3 separate regions of the Mus musculus genome follow, and all the other regions are linked to region 3. A link is a contact called in public HiChIP or PLAC-seq data. All regions are on one chromosome and are shown on one strand. Each heading gives the region's core, a stretch centred on a gene start, on an enhancer-like site or on the middle of the called end of the contact. The rest is flanking DNA. Distances are from core to core; before and after follow the strand shown. Region 1 overlaps Gm38761 (a long non-coding RNA gene). Region 2 overlaps Sgce (sarcoglycan, epsilon). Region 3 holds the start of Ppp1r9a (protein phosphatase 1, regulatory subunit 9A).

Region 1 (4,600 bases), core at 2,101-4,600, 240 kb before region 3:
ACTGGGGAGTGCACCAGTCTCTCTTTCAATAAAAGGGGAAAGGGAAAGCATGAAAAGTCATGAAAAAAGGAAAATCCATATTTTAAGTATTCTATTCTGCAAAGCCTTTTGACATGAGGGTTCCTCTAAAAGCTGGCTGCCTCTTTTCTCTCTTGGCATACAGCCAGAGAAGTATTCTTTGGAGAGGAATATGTTGTCTCTAGAACTTAAAAAGAAAAAAGCTTAGGCAAGCTTGTCTTTCTTATTTGCAGTAGGAGATATTAGGTGCAGTGCTGTATTCTTTATTTCAGTGAACACATCTGGGCACAGTATTCGTTGCTGGACTTCTAAGTTACACTGAATAACCTGGCCTGTTTTTAAAGGGCATTACCCATAGCCCAGAGCATGTGTATCTTACCAAAGTCTGAGCAGAGTTCTGTCCTCAATATAGTATACTACTGTTAGACTATGTGCCTGCAATGTATAGACCACCCAGAATGCTTCAGGCTGTTCTGTCAAATGAATACTGGTGTTTGTGTTCATGAGTGTGAGTGTATGTGTGTGGGGGGGTGGGGGGGTTGTGAGTGTGTGGGGGTGTGTGAATGTGTGTGTGTCCACATGCATGCGTGCGAGCGAGTGCGCGTGTGTCTACATAATATTGACAGCCAAATAGAAAAGCATTTACTAAATCAGTGGCCATGTACATGGATCTTTAGCAGTCTGTTCTAATAATGAAATCCTGCCTAGCACAGCACAGATGAGCTTGGTTGTTACAGGTCTGAGTTTGATGAATGGACTGATACTCCTCAAGATCTATGGAATATGTACAGTGCCATAATGTTAGAGTTATAATAATGCACTATTATGGTTTATATGTACATTGTCTACAAAAGTCTCATGTGCGAAGGTGCAACCTGTTGGTACAGCCAATCATTGAGAGCTTATTGGATCACAGGATCTCTGACCTAATTAAAGATAAATTCATAATTTAACAGAATTATTAGGAGGTCATGGAAACTTTCAGTGTTAAAGCCAGGGTGAAGTGAAACATTGGAGGATGGATCCAGCTGTTCTTGGACTCTACAGCTGTGAGCCAGAACAAATCTCTCTTCCATTAACCAAGTTGATTGGATATTATCTTTAATAATGTGGAAACATGACAAATGAAGATAACACAAAACCACATTTTGGAGCACTGGAAGATGGCTAAAGTCTTATCTGCCATTACCCCAAGTATAAGAATTGTGTGTAACTTACCATCATAGCCAGTGAAAAGGTCTATAGACTGTCTTCCATTCACACTTATCTCTATGATAGTTCTTGCCACATGGGCAAAGGATCCAACTGAGGGTAACCCAGAATCCAGGTAAATTCTACGGCTACTACTCACAGGATAGGCTTTGAGTGGATCCCTGAAACTGATAAACTCATTCTAGCCAGAACCTTATTTATTTCATCCCTGGGTGGCCCACCTCCACCTCCACAGCTGTCGTGATACTTTGGGTCTCTAGGTATCAATGTCAAATTTTCTTCAAATGCCTGGTTATTTCTTTCTTTCACTGAAGCAACGGCATGCGTGTTTAATGTCCATAGAACTGTATGAGGAAAAGACAAGATATTTTTACATTCAGTGGGTTCCCGATCTGAGTACTTAAAGACCTCTGGAGCTAACATTCAGGTCACTAAATCCTGAAATTACTTCTCAGCTGTGTTGCTTTTGCATCTCAGGATATGAGGTCCTCTCTGGAAGTTCCCAAATAGACACTGCAGCTTTAAAACCTAGTCTATGGCTGTTAACTGCCCAGAATTCCTCTACATCGTCTACAGAACTCTCTTCACTGTCCTTATTCTTCTTGAAACTTTCAAAAGTCCCAATTATCACACTTGTAAAAGCTCTTTCCTCCTCTAGGACATTTGATCAAATCAACCTCCGGGAAAGCTTTGGCAATTATATTAGCATCTTATGCTGAGTAGCCATGATCCATGTTCTACTTAATAATGGCTCTTCATTGACAATTGAACAGAATACTCTGGCCTCCTAACGTAACTTCATTTTTACCATCTATCTTCTCAAACTTCTCTAGCTGCCTGCTGTGTACCCAGAAAGCAAAAGGAATTAGATGTCTAAAAGATCGGCTATGGGAAATACTTGTGAAAAAGAAGGGAGAAATGACATAGCAGGGGTCCACAGACAAAGCCCCTTTGCAGGCTGTGACATTTACACACAGAACAGTGTGTGTGCCAGGATCCTTAAGAAGATGTGTCACAACAGTGTCAAGAAATCATAGTGAGGGTGGTGGGGACCCTAGAACTAAGACTGTCCATCAGAGATGCCAAGTATTGAAAAGGTGTATGGTCAGTTAATACCTTTGTCATGCCTGGCCGTGGCTGGGATCAGTAGTCACAGACAGACAGAACTTCTAATAACACCAAGGCTGTTCCCAAGGTTTAAAGTGGGGGTTATCTGTCCACTGCCATCCTATATAGTGCATTTATAGCCGGCATCTCAGAGCAACACTTCCAGGACAATCGCAATAACCTACCTTGGCTGAGTACTTAAAGATCTCTGGAGCTAACATACAAGTTACTAAAGCCTGAAAACAAAAATAAAAAATTAAGGGATCATTTATAGTTAATAATAATGATAAACCAGAATTTACAATTAAATTCTCATGCTCCATGCAAAAAACAGAAAAAAAAAACAGGGATAGTCATATGTATGTGAAAATTAATAATACAGAGAACACAGTATTTTAATAAGCAAAGAATGGAGGGAGACAAAATATAATTTAATTTTAATCTCCGATGCAGAAAGAATGGCTTAGTCATACAAACAAAAGAAAATAAAATTCACACAATCATAATTTCTCTTAGTCAAAAAAAAAAAAAAAACAAAATTAAAAAGCAAAGTAGAAAAAAAGTTTAATGTGCTTACTTTTAATATCCTTATATAAGGATTTTAAAATTATTTTAATCAAGGTGTTGTCTAACTTGTGGCTGCTGCTTTCTAGTGTGTACGGCAGCATAGAACAGTTCATTTCAGCGCATTGGTTTTCATTTCATAACTAGCTAACTCAGAAAGAACTCGGATCACAGCAAAGCTAGTCGTTCTCAGTAGCCTACTGACACTTTGTGTTTACGTCACTTTTTTTTTTTCCTTTTGAAATGTGCTACTGTGGGCTTTCTGTGACACTGTCTGTGTTGTCTGGGACCCCGCCAATGTAGGTATGAATGTCCAGAGCCCCGACTGTCCGTGACTGAGAGCAAATTCTAAGGTCTTCCTGTAAAAACTACCAGCCCTTAGTGCTTCCCGCAGCTCAATCACGGTGTGCAATCACGGTGTGCAAGAAAGATGGCCGTTCTGGTGAGGGTTTTAGCGTGCAGACAAAAGCTTTCTGTCACCCTGTGTCCCTCTAGCAGCTCACGCCTACATTTGCTAAGTCAGTGAGCCAAAAGCGATATGGCTGACACTGGCCGGAGTTTTGCACTTTCACGGATGTGCTGATAGCTTGCTTTTGAGTCTTACTTAGTCATTGTGAATTATTTTTCTCTTCTGTGTTGTAATCGTCTAGTTTTTAATTCTTTTCTACGGCCTTGAGTCTTCCGTGCCAGGCCCGGGGTTCCATAGTTTTCCACAGTTCTAATCCGAGCAGGACTGTGAGTAAGAGCGGACATTTTAGGAGACAGAAACTTAAATCGCAGTGATCCCGCCACGAAGCGGGAGTGCATGCTTCATTTACAGGAAGAATCTAGCCATTAAAATAAAAAAATAAAAAAAAAATCAGTGGAGAGATCGGTCTATCACTCGGTGAGATCAGAAAGAAGGTTCCAGAGGGTCGGCATTCCTCGCGGAGCCTCCAGGGTTCTGGTTATCTTTAAAAGCCAGAGGAGACAGAAAGTCTGCTGAGATGGGAAGGTATGCGGGAGCCACCACCTGCCACTAACCTCTCTCCCAAGATCAAGACACTTGGCTGTGTAGTTACCAGCACCGGTCACTAACTTCTTCCAAGGACAAAATGTTTGGTTATGTATTTATTGTTATATGGAAATAGATTTTGGTAGTTCAAAATGTAAAACGTCCTAAGGAGAAGTAGCACAAAGTTTCAGGTTTTCCTGGTTTGCCCAGTTCTTGTGCTTTCTACCACCCAACTACAAGGAATCCTGTCTCTTAGCTTCTTGTGTTCTTGAAAATTTGTTTCAAAGATGGCAAAGAAAATTGCTATTTTTTTCCCCTCCTAACATAAAACATACCAGAGTTTTGAGCTTTTTCTCACCTAAAAATATTCCTTAGTGTCTTTCTCTATTAAGATACTACCTTTCCATTGTAGGGGGGGGGGGGGGAGAGAAAGTGAGCAAGAAAGACAGAGAATATGTGTGAGAGTGAGTGTGAGTGTGTGTGTGTGTGTGTGTGTGTGTGTGTGTGTGTGAGAGAGAGAGTGTGTGAGTGAGTGTGTGTGTGAGAGAGAGAGTGTGAGTGAGTGTGTGTGTGTGTGAGTGAGTGTGAGTGTGTGTGTGTGTGTGTGAGTGAGTGTGAGTGTATGTGTGTGTGTGTGTGTGTGTGTGTGTGTGTGTGTGTGTGTGTGTGTGTGTCTGTGGAAGGACAACTTTCCGGTGCCATCCA
Region 2 (4,559 bases), core at 105-2,604, 230 kb before region 3:
TGCTAGGGTGGTCTCGCTCCCTTCTGCACACAGATCCTTGAGAGGCTCACTGAGAAAACAGTAACAGCAAAGCACCCACGAGAAGATCCTACCGTCTGGTCTGTAACACGCATCAACGTGCAGAAAACAAGAGAGTACGAGGTCCGCCCTAACCAGAAGGAGGAACTCTTTCCATCGAAATGCTACTTTCCCAAAAATCTTTTTAGAAAAATATTGGAAAAAATGAGGTTGAGCAGCCAAAAGACCTCCAAGGGGAAGGAAGCCCTTCTTCATCAGTGTACCCAGCTCTGCCCATGTGCTGCTCCCGACAAGGAAAGCTGCCCAGTGCTGAGCACAGCACCCCAACATATCAAACAAGTCCCATTATCTACTGATACTATCTCCAACAGCACCTATTCAAGATCTCTATTCTCCTAGGAGGCAGAGAGTGAAAAAAATCTAGCTTTTCACAAGTCTCGAAAAAATGTTTATAACTTTCCTAGAAATTTTGTGATTTCTACTCATTGCACGCCACAAGTGAACAAGAGTCAGAAAGCTGACATCTCAGGAGAGACAGACTTCCTTGGTTAGAGAGAAAGGTGCTCTATCAGTTTGGTTACAGTCGTGTTCCTTTAATTTTTTTTTCTCTTTAAAAAGATAGCCATGAAATTAGAAGTAAGAACTTGAATGTTTTCCTCTTTCAGTGACGAATATTTATAACTAAGTTTGTTTCGTCATCAATCCCCTGGATGTTTACAGACGCACACCACCCATCAATATATTGAATGGTCTACTTGAATCATATTAGCATTTAATTAAATGAAGCAATCAAAACCCTAGGAACAATTCTGATAAACATCATCTTATAATTAAAATCTGATGAAAAACTTTATTATACTTGCCTCAAATCTTTGAAAAGTTGTCAAACGAAAATCTCCTTAAATTCCCGAGAGCAGTAATAGAGGAGATAACTCTGAATGAAAACATCCAATACATTTCTAATGTGGCTGGCATTTTTTTTTTTTTTGAGACTCACTTAATGGCTTTTCCCACCACAAAGCCACTATTCATACTTAGAATTCCACACTCAACTTACATTTTTAGAACTTCTCTTGCTTTCCAAAAGAGGAACAAAGGCATTACTGGTTGCCTGGCAATTAGAACTAGGAACCAACCACTAATTAGTAGACAATTGTGAATAAGTTAAGAATGAATGAAATAATTGGCTGTGGAGATTTTTTAGGGACACTTGAAAGAAATGAACTTAAAGAAAGCATGGCTTGGGGAAAGAGAACAGCCAGGGAGACTTGCCCATCATCTTGTCCTCACTGGTCATATTCTAATGGCTTTTTAAAGCAGCTTTAAAACAGGCCAACCATTTCTCATTGATCGCCCTGAAGGCTCAGCAATTAGTCACAATGGTTGCCCTTTGTGAGAGTCAGTTTCAACCTGATCACTTACTGAGACAAATCCTGGACCCACCCAAGCTAAAAATCTTTTATACCAAGGGGAAGAATAAGGAGTTCCCATGTAGAAAGGGAGTGGAATGCATCTTTCTTAATTAGACAAGACCTCCACGGAAGGACACTGCTGCTTTAAGATCATTTACCATTTGTTTGTCGTTCTGAGGCCCATTGATGCAAAAGTCTAAGCCACTCTTCTGAGCTCCTCAGTCTAATTAAGGAATGATACAACTGTTTTGCCTCCCGTGATGAAGACAAAAGTGTCATCAATTATAGAGTGCTATGACAATCTTTTACTATATTAGCTCATCCATAAACACTGAATTAGCATCTTAGTACTCACCTGTAGTCTGCGGTTGAGGGATCTGAGTCTGGTGTGGCAAGTTCCTAGAAATGATTAACATTATTGAGTAAAAATGTGTTTGCACACTGGTAATCAGAGACCAAGACACATTAAGATAGAAATCTGCTCGGAGAGGTATCACTCAGATAACGGGCTCAGGTTTTGCACCCTGTGGGGCATTGAGCTATGCACATACATGAGAGAACTGAAGACCAAGGAAGACAAATAGCAATCTCTGATAATGTCCATGAAATTCTTACCATATGCCATAACAAAACTCCCTCATGATTCTAAAACATAGGTCTTATTAGTTTTTCTATTTTCTTATACGTGAAAATAGCCTTAAAGTTTGAAAATCACACGGCTAATAACAGTGGATAAAGATATAAACACAGTGATGCCAGCAATTAAATTACTGATGTGTACAATCTCAAACTAGGTCTAGATCATAAAACCGGTATGGATCTGTGCATACACATATGTCTATATACATCATCATATCGTACAATCATCACTGGTACGTTATAACAGCTTTGAAGGCATATCACTACCTTTATTCACTAAACATGCTATCTTCATGCCAAAAAAGGCCATTTCCCTGCCTGGACTAGGAAGAGTTTCGAGTCCCCCTTGACGTTTCTTTCCGTTCCCAAAGGCAATCACTGGGATGTTTCTCAGCTTTCGTTAAATCTGTCCCCTTCGTTTACACCTTCATGTCTCCCTTGGAGCCTCTGACAGCTCTGATGTAGTTCTTCGTCCCTTACAACCCACTGCTGACCAGTGACCTCCCAAGACACAGATCTGTAACACACACCTCAATATTTCTTATTTCTTTCTCTCTATCAGCAAATTCAATTTCTGGCTTCTTAGTATGTCTTAAGCAGACGGAAAACTATCTGTAGCCTCACACACACACACACACACACACACACACACACACACACACAGAGAGAGAGAGAGAGAGAGAGAGAGAGAGAGAGAGAGAGAGGGAGAGAAAGAGAGAGAGAGAGAGAGAGACAGAGACAGAGAGACAGAGACAGACAGACAGACAGAGAAAGAGAGACAGAGAGAGAGATCTTCCCCTTATATGAGAACCCCAAACAAAACCTGGCCGGGTGGTGGTGGTGGTGGCGCAAGCCTTTAATCCCAGCACTTGGGAGGCAGAGGCAGGCAGATTTCTGAGTTCAAGGCCAACCTGGTCTACAGAGTGAGTTCCAGGACAGCCAGGGCTACACAGAGAAACCCTGTCTCAAAAACAAAACAAAACAAAAGAAAACAAAAAACAAAAAACAAAAAACAAAAAACAAAAAAACCTGTTGTGGTGGTGGGGGAGACAACTCGATGAACCTGCAGTTGTCTTCGCTACAGCAGATATACATTATTTACAAAAAGTGTGTCTGTGTGTATTTGTGGGCCTACACGTGTGCCATCGCATGGGTGTACTCAGAAGTCAGCCTGCAGGTGCCAGTTCTCCTACCATCATGTGGATCCTAAGGATTGAACAAAGGTTATTTATGCTTGGCAGCAGATACTTTTACCCACTAAATCATCTTGCTGGCCCTTTTTAAAAATTGTATAGAGCGGATCCTTACTACTCTTAGGAGTAAAAGATTCCATATGAATGTATTCAGTACTGAAATATTTTAATTTAAAAAAAATGACACCTTAGGAACCAGGTCTTTGGGGTCTGGGGAGATGGCTCAGTGGATCAGTCACTTGCTGGACAAGCACAGCATCAGAATTCAGATTTCCAGCTCTCACATCAGTGCCTGCTGGGTGTCAGCCTGCCCATAATTCCAGTTCTAGGGAGGCAGAGACAAGGGGTCCCCCTGGAGAGGAGAATGCAGTTAGTTTAGGGATCAGCCCCTTCTGGTTTTGACTGAGAGACTCTGCCTCCCTGAACAAGGTAGAGTGTTCCCAAGGAAGTCTTTGTATTACCTTTGAGTCTTCCACATACACACATGCATTCTTCATGTGCCCACATATGGGAACATGCATGTACAGGTTCCACACACAAATACGGTGCAGAAAATAAAAATATAAAGGACCTCTTCTACATGTTTTCAGTCTCTAAGCATTTCCAAATGAGGTGATAATTAGGCCACTTATTATGCATTCAGTTGTGCTGACTGCCAGTATATTTTTCTGCATATGGTATTTTGTTGCTCCAAATTGCCTTATTAGTAAGAACCATCTTAGTTTGTTAATAACTCTAAGAGAAAAAGAAACATGGAATCATTTTTAATGAATATATGCAGAAATGAGATACTTGCAAAGACTCAGGTAACAGGCACACATTGATTAACATGTAGATGCATAAATTCTACATCAAATTTTTATATTGTTATTAGCTTATTAAAATAAACAATTTAGATTGTAGGTGGCATAAAGCCCAGAGTCACCCTTTTCAATGCAGTAAGGAGTGTCCATCCACGTGTTTTGTTTCTCTTAAGTACTGCGATTCCTTAGCTGAAATCATACAGAGAACTCTGATATACCAAAAAGGAACAAAGGAGCTAGGAATCTTGTCTCCTCTGAATTCTTCGCCTCACATGGAGTCCTAAAATGTGTCAAGGACCCCTCCAAGACACAGAGTTTTAAAACCCCTCATTTAAATCACTCCCACAAGGCAAAATTCTTATGTTCCAAATACAGCGGCTGGGGAGATGGCTTAGTGAGTCAAGTGCTTGTCATGGGAGTATGCAGACCAGAGTTCAGATCCTCTGAATTTACGTAATATGCTGGCTGGGTATGTCAGTCTTCCTAAGACTCAA
Region 3 (4,405 bases), core at 1,322-3,821:
TATACTTGCCTGGCTATTCTCTCATCCTTGTTTTCTAGGAAATGAAGCTGTAAATACATTCCCAAGGCCCAACCCTCTGTAACATGTCCTGATATTTCCGGTTAGAGAGGTGGCTCAGTGGTCAGGTGCTGTACTGTTCTTCCTTAGGATTTGAGTTCAGTTCCCACCACCCACACCTGGTAGCTTCACACACTGTCTGTAACTCCAGTTCCAAGAGATCTGATACCCGTATGTATTCATGGAGACCAGAAACATGTACTATCTATCTCATTCATGTACTATCTCATGATACATAAATACATACTCAAAAATCAAGTGAATCTTTAAAAATATAATTTGTTAGGAAAACATTGTTTTAATTAATTACTGCAGTGTATTGTATCATTTCCCTTTTGGGGGGGAGGGGGTTTGAGACAGGGTTTCTCTGTATAGCCCTGGCTGTCCTGGAACTCACTTTGTAGACCAGGCTGGCCTTGAACTCAGAAATCCGCCTGCCTCTGCCTCCCGAGTGCTGGGATTAAAGGCGTGCGCCACCACGCCTGGCTCATTTCCCTTTTTTTATTGCTAACTTTTTGTGGCTTAGTTGAATTAAGCTTGGTGGTTAGGTATGTGCAGAATAAGTACACACACATATGGTTCGGTACCATTTTTATTTTGGTTATAAATTGGGGTTGGGGAGGGCTTGGAATGTATCTGCAAAGATAATTCTAGGGCAGAATATAAAGATGGGGGAAATTACTGGAACATGGAAGGAAAAGAAGATATTCATCCCAGAGCTGAGTCCACTTCTACCAATGAGAGGCAAGACTTCCAGCACAATTAGTGACATTTGCTGTAAAAGTTGAACACACACACACACACACACACACACACACACACACACACACACGTTAAAATAGCTATGAGCCAAGCTTAAGGACAGGCCACAAATGACCTTGGAAGTACCTCATTTCTTTTTCTAGACATTTTCTAGAAATCTCAAACAAGAACTTTTTTTTAAAAGAAGATTTACTTATTATTATAGATAAGTACACTGTTGCTGTCTTCAGACACACCAAAAGAGGGCATCAGATTTTATTACGGGTGATTGTGAGCCACCATACGGTTGCTGGGATTTGAACTCAGGACCTTCGGAAGAAGAGTAGTCAGTGCTCTTATCTGCTGAGCTATTTTGACAGGCCAAGAAATTTGTTTACAGTAAAGATAGCCTATCTTTCAAAATTAGGGTGATCTAGAATTTTACAGTATCAATTGAAACCTGGAGGGCACGCCTGTGGGATTACCCCAGTATCTCATTTAAGTTCTTTGCTCATCCTTTGAAGACAATAGTTTCAAAACTGGCCTGAATGATATATATCGGAAATGGTATATACTGGAAGGAAAACAAAGAGAAAGCCTCAGAGAATGCCCAGCTGTGTTCTGGAGTGTGCCTTCATCGTACCCTAAGTGTCTCTATCTACTCTAAAATACCCTTTAACAGGCCTCAATCCTGCAGCCTACGAGCTAATTCTAAAAATTCTGCATTAAAGCAAAGGTTGAGAATTTTAAAATCTAAATGACTAGGGAACAGACAGGCTGAAGAGCGGCAGCACTGAACAGACAGGCTGAAGGGCGGTAGCCTGACCCCTGCCATGGCTACTGAAATTCTAAATCTAACATTCAGTGCTATATGGAATATTAAGTACTTTCGCCTCTTTCTAGATTGCCTGTATTGAGAGGGTTACACGATCTTGCAGCTTTTTCTATGCACACACACAATTTCAGGCTATTGTTGCTACTATATATTTATTTTTATTTTCCTGATTCGGTTACTCTGAATAGCCTTGGCTGTCCTGGAACTCACTCTGTTGTCCAGGGTGGTCTCAAACTCTAAGATTCATCTGCCTCTGCCTCTCTGCTGGGATTAAAGGCGTGCGCCACCATTGGTCAGCTGTTGTTTCTGTATCTCCAGACAATGGCTGGATTATAGGGTGTCCACAAACTCAATTCTCCTGTCTTGGCTGTGTTGGGATTATGTGTGCACCTCACATACGTGTGGCAAAAACACAATTTTGACTCTTCAAAAATGGTACCTGTGCCCTACAAGGCTTTTGGATACATCAATGGTCTATATTGACCATCAAAGTCCATTTTGTATGAAGGAGAAGAGTATGGAACCTGTCACATTATTTGGGAGGAGAGGGTGTAGTGAGAGTTTTTAACAGGGCAAAACCAGTGAGTGTGAACAGAAAAGATATACAAGAAGAAAAGTCCAAAGTCCTCTTCATCCCTTTCCTTCTAGTAGTGTGGCCTTGAGGGTCAGCTGGATCATCCCAGTGGACACCACAGTAGAGTAGACTAGGGCCTAGGTCTTGGCCTTCTAGGCCAGCCCAGGCCATGGCCAGGCCTTGGATGCCTGGGGTCACAGACTTAACCACAGACTGTGGGGTCCTCAGCATCTGGAAGGCACAGGCCTTGCCCTAAGTGCCAGAGCCCCCTCGCCCACGGTCTTGGGGGTGGGGCGGCCTTGCCTCGGGCCGGTGCCTTTCGCCCTTCGTTGGCCGCCAGAGGCTCCCTCTCTCCCTCTCCTGGGATTTCGCTGCTGGGCTCCCTCTCTTTGCGGCCCTAGAGTTAATCCCATCAGCCGAGGTGAGGCACCTGTTACCCCGGGGCCCTCCTCATCCCCGCGGCCTGATCCCTAAGTCCATCGGGCCTCGCGGGCCTCAGGGCCCGGCGTGGGGGGCCCCGCACGTGGGCCGAGCGGCGTCCCCGATCCCAGGCCGCAGGCGAGGGTGCCCGCTTGCGCGTCGGGTCCCCAGGCCGGGCCGCCATGGCTGGGGTGGAGGTGGGGGGTGGGGGTGGGGGGAGCGCAGCGCGCGTCCCGGGGCCGCCCCGCGCGGGCAAGACGCGCGTGGGGGGCCGAGGCGCGAGTGCAGGCGGCCGCCGCGCGCGCCGCGCCGTGACGAGCGGGCGGAGGGCACACGGTCGGCGCCGAGCCCCGCACGGTCACGGGGGGGCGGGGGGGAAGAGCGCCGAAGGAGTCCGACCTCCCGCCCGGGCCGCTCGGTAAGGGGGCGGCGTGCGGGTGGCGGGGCGGCGGGAGCGCGGGGACGCGGCGGCGTGCACAAAGGCGGACCCGCGGGCGGGTGGGGGTGGACTGCGGTCCGGGAGCGCCAGGGTGAGGAGGGAGGCTTGATCCTCTGCGGGATCTATTGTTTCCCCGGCACACTGGGAGGAAAAGCAGAGGCATTCGTGTGATTGTCACCCTAGCCTTTGCTCTCCCTCCGCTCCAGTGTGGCCGGCGAGCTCGTCTCTCCCCCGGTGCCACAGACCGGGATCCGCCTGGCAGCGGCCCGGAGCCGCCGCCAATGTGTTAGGACTTCAGGTGCTTCTTGGCACCAGGCTAGACTGCGACCTCCTCCTGCCTTAGCGCCTGGCGTCACCTGCTCTCCCGGCCCTGCCCCGGGGGCCGAGGGATGGCGTCCCGAACCGGGCTGGGGAAAATCAATCGGCTGCCTCTCAAGTTGGTGTTATTTATGTTTGTCTTTTGTGAGGGCAGGTTTTTGAATCCCCGGCGGCCCCCTTCGCCCCCGCCGCCCCCGCCCCCTCGTGCTTGAATTGGCGGTGGGAGGGAGCGGGGTGTGCAGCTAGGGGAGAGGGGAGGGTGTTTATGGGTAAAAAGGACATTGTCAACGCTTTCCAAAAAGGAAAGAAAGAAATAAAGGAAAAAACAAAAACAAAAAACAAAAAACAAAAACAAAAACCAACCCAAACCACAGGCACCACACTCCTCTCTTGTTTGCCTGCATGGGCCATGCATGCATGCATGCGTGCCTGCTGGGCCAGGAAGCGAGTTTTGGAGCTGATTTAAGTGAAAGTGTAAGCTCTCTCAGCTGATGGTGCGTGAGCGTGATGTGGTTCCGTGTAACATTAAAACAAAACAAAACAAACCAGAATAATAAGAAAAAAAATGTTTAGAACTGCGTTGAGTGCCTGAAGTGTTGGGCTGCTGGCGTCCTGGTAGAAAACCCAGCTGTGGGCTGGAGGACAGCAAACATGCATGGCGTTCACTTTTTTTTTTTTCTTCCTATCTTGAAGTAAGTTAGGGGCCAGAAGGAGTAGACAAATCAGGACTGTGGAAGGAAGTGTCATGGCATACCTGATTTCTGATTGTCACATTCTCAGGCATCTATTCCCAGGAGACTCCACTCCTTAGTTAATAATAGCCTCTTGGCTAGGAAACTTCCAAACAATGCATAGAAAAACTTACAGTAAAACTTAATTGACCTTCCAGAACTTACTTCTGTCTGTTTTGTCCTGAAACTGATACTTGAGCATGGTGTACATGAGGCTATTAACTCAGAACCATCGAAGAAGCCTCTGTAGCCATATTTTTAGAGTTTGGGAACGTTAGACTCCAAACTTT

What was found. HiChIP or PLAC-seq counts read pairs in DNA pulled down with a chosen protein or histone mark.
Region 1: an H3K4me3 HiChIP or PLAC-seq map of embryonic stem cells shows a contact between it and region 3, with 18 read pairs. The contact joins the enhancer-like site here to the promoter of Ppp1r9a in region 3. A contact is called at or near these places in 9 of 39 promoter capture datasets (cranial neural crest, embryonic stem cells, hippocampal neurons and 4 more), 14 of 484 Hi-C or Micro-C datasets (the N1E-115 cell line, differentiating embryonic stem cells and embryonic stem cells), 13 of 115 datasets of contacts at active chromatin or transcription factors (embryonic forebrain, embryonic stem cells, extraembryonic endoderm stem cells and 3 more) and 2 of 9 other capture datasets (adipose tissue and embryonic stem cells).
Region 2: an H3K27ac HiChIP or PLAC-seq map of embryonic stem cells shows a contact between it and region 3, with 7 read pairs. The contact joins the enhancer-like site here to the promoter of Ppp1r9a in region 3. A contact is called at or near these places in 1 of 39 promoter capture datasets (neural stem cells), 2 of 484 Hi-C or Micro-C datasets (the N1E-115 cell line and embryonic stem cells) and 7 of 115 datasets of contacts at active chromatin or transcription factors (embryonic forebrain, embryonic stem cells, extraembryonic endoderm stem cells and 2 more).

Annotation. Positions count from the first base shown.
Region 1 is chr6:4,655,706-4,660,305 of GRCm38.p6, forward strand. All of the region lies in intron 1 of Gm38761 (a long non-coding RNA gene), which reads left to right. Among named protein-coding and RNA genes, the nearest start is that of Gm38761, 3.5 kb to the left of the region's middle. Within about 2 kb of position 3,351, at least 5 of the 459 cell types and tissues checked have an H3K27ac peak or open chromatin away from gene starts, as enhancers often do. A contact at or near this core is called in differentiating embryonic stem cells and embryonic stem cells, where this site is marked.
Region 2 is chr6:4,676,282-4,680,840 of GRCm38.p6, forward strand. Sgce (sarcoglycan, epsilon) reads right to left here. Exons shown (of 11, transcript NM_011360.3): 10 at 1,786-1,829. Among named protein-coding and RNA genes, the nearest start is that of Gm38761, 24 kb to the left of the region's middle. Within about 2 kb of position 1,355, at least 9 of the 459 cell types and tissues checked have an H3K27ac peak or open chromatin away from gene starts, as enhancers often do. A contact at or near this core is called in embryonic stem cells, where this site is marked.
Region 3 is chr6:4,900,404-4,904,808 of GRCm38.p6, forward strand. Ppp1r9a (protein phosphatase 1, regulatory subunit 9A) reads left to right here and starts at 2,572. Exons shown (of 16, transcript NM_001363809.1): 1 at 2,572-2,628. It overlaps Gmfg-ps (glia maturation factor gamma-like), which reads right to left and starts at 2,811. Exons shown (of 5, transcript XM_030255708.1): 1 at 2,645-2,811. The coding sequence starts at 2,811.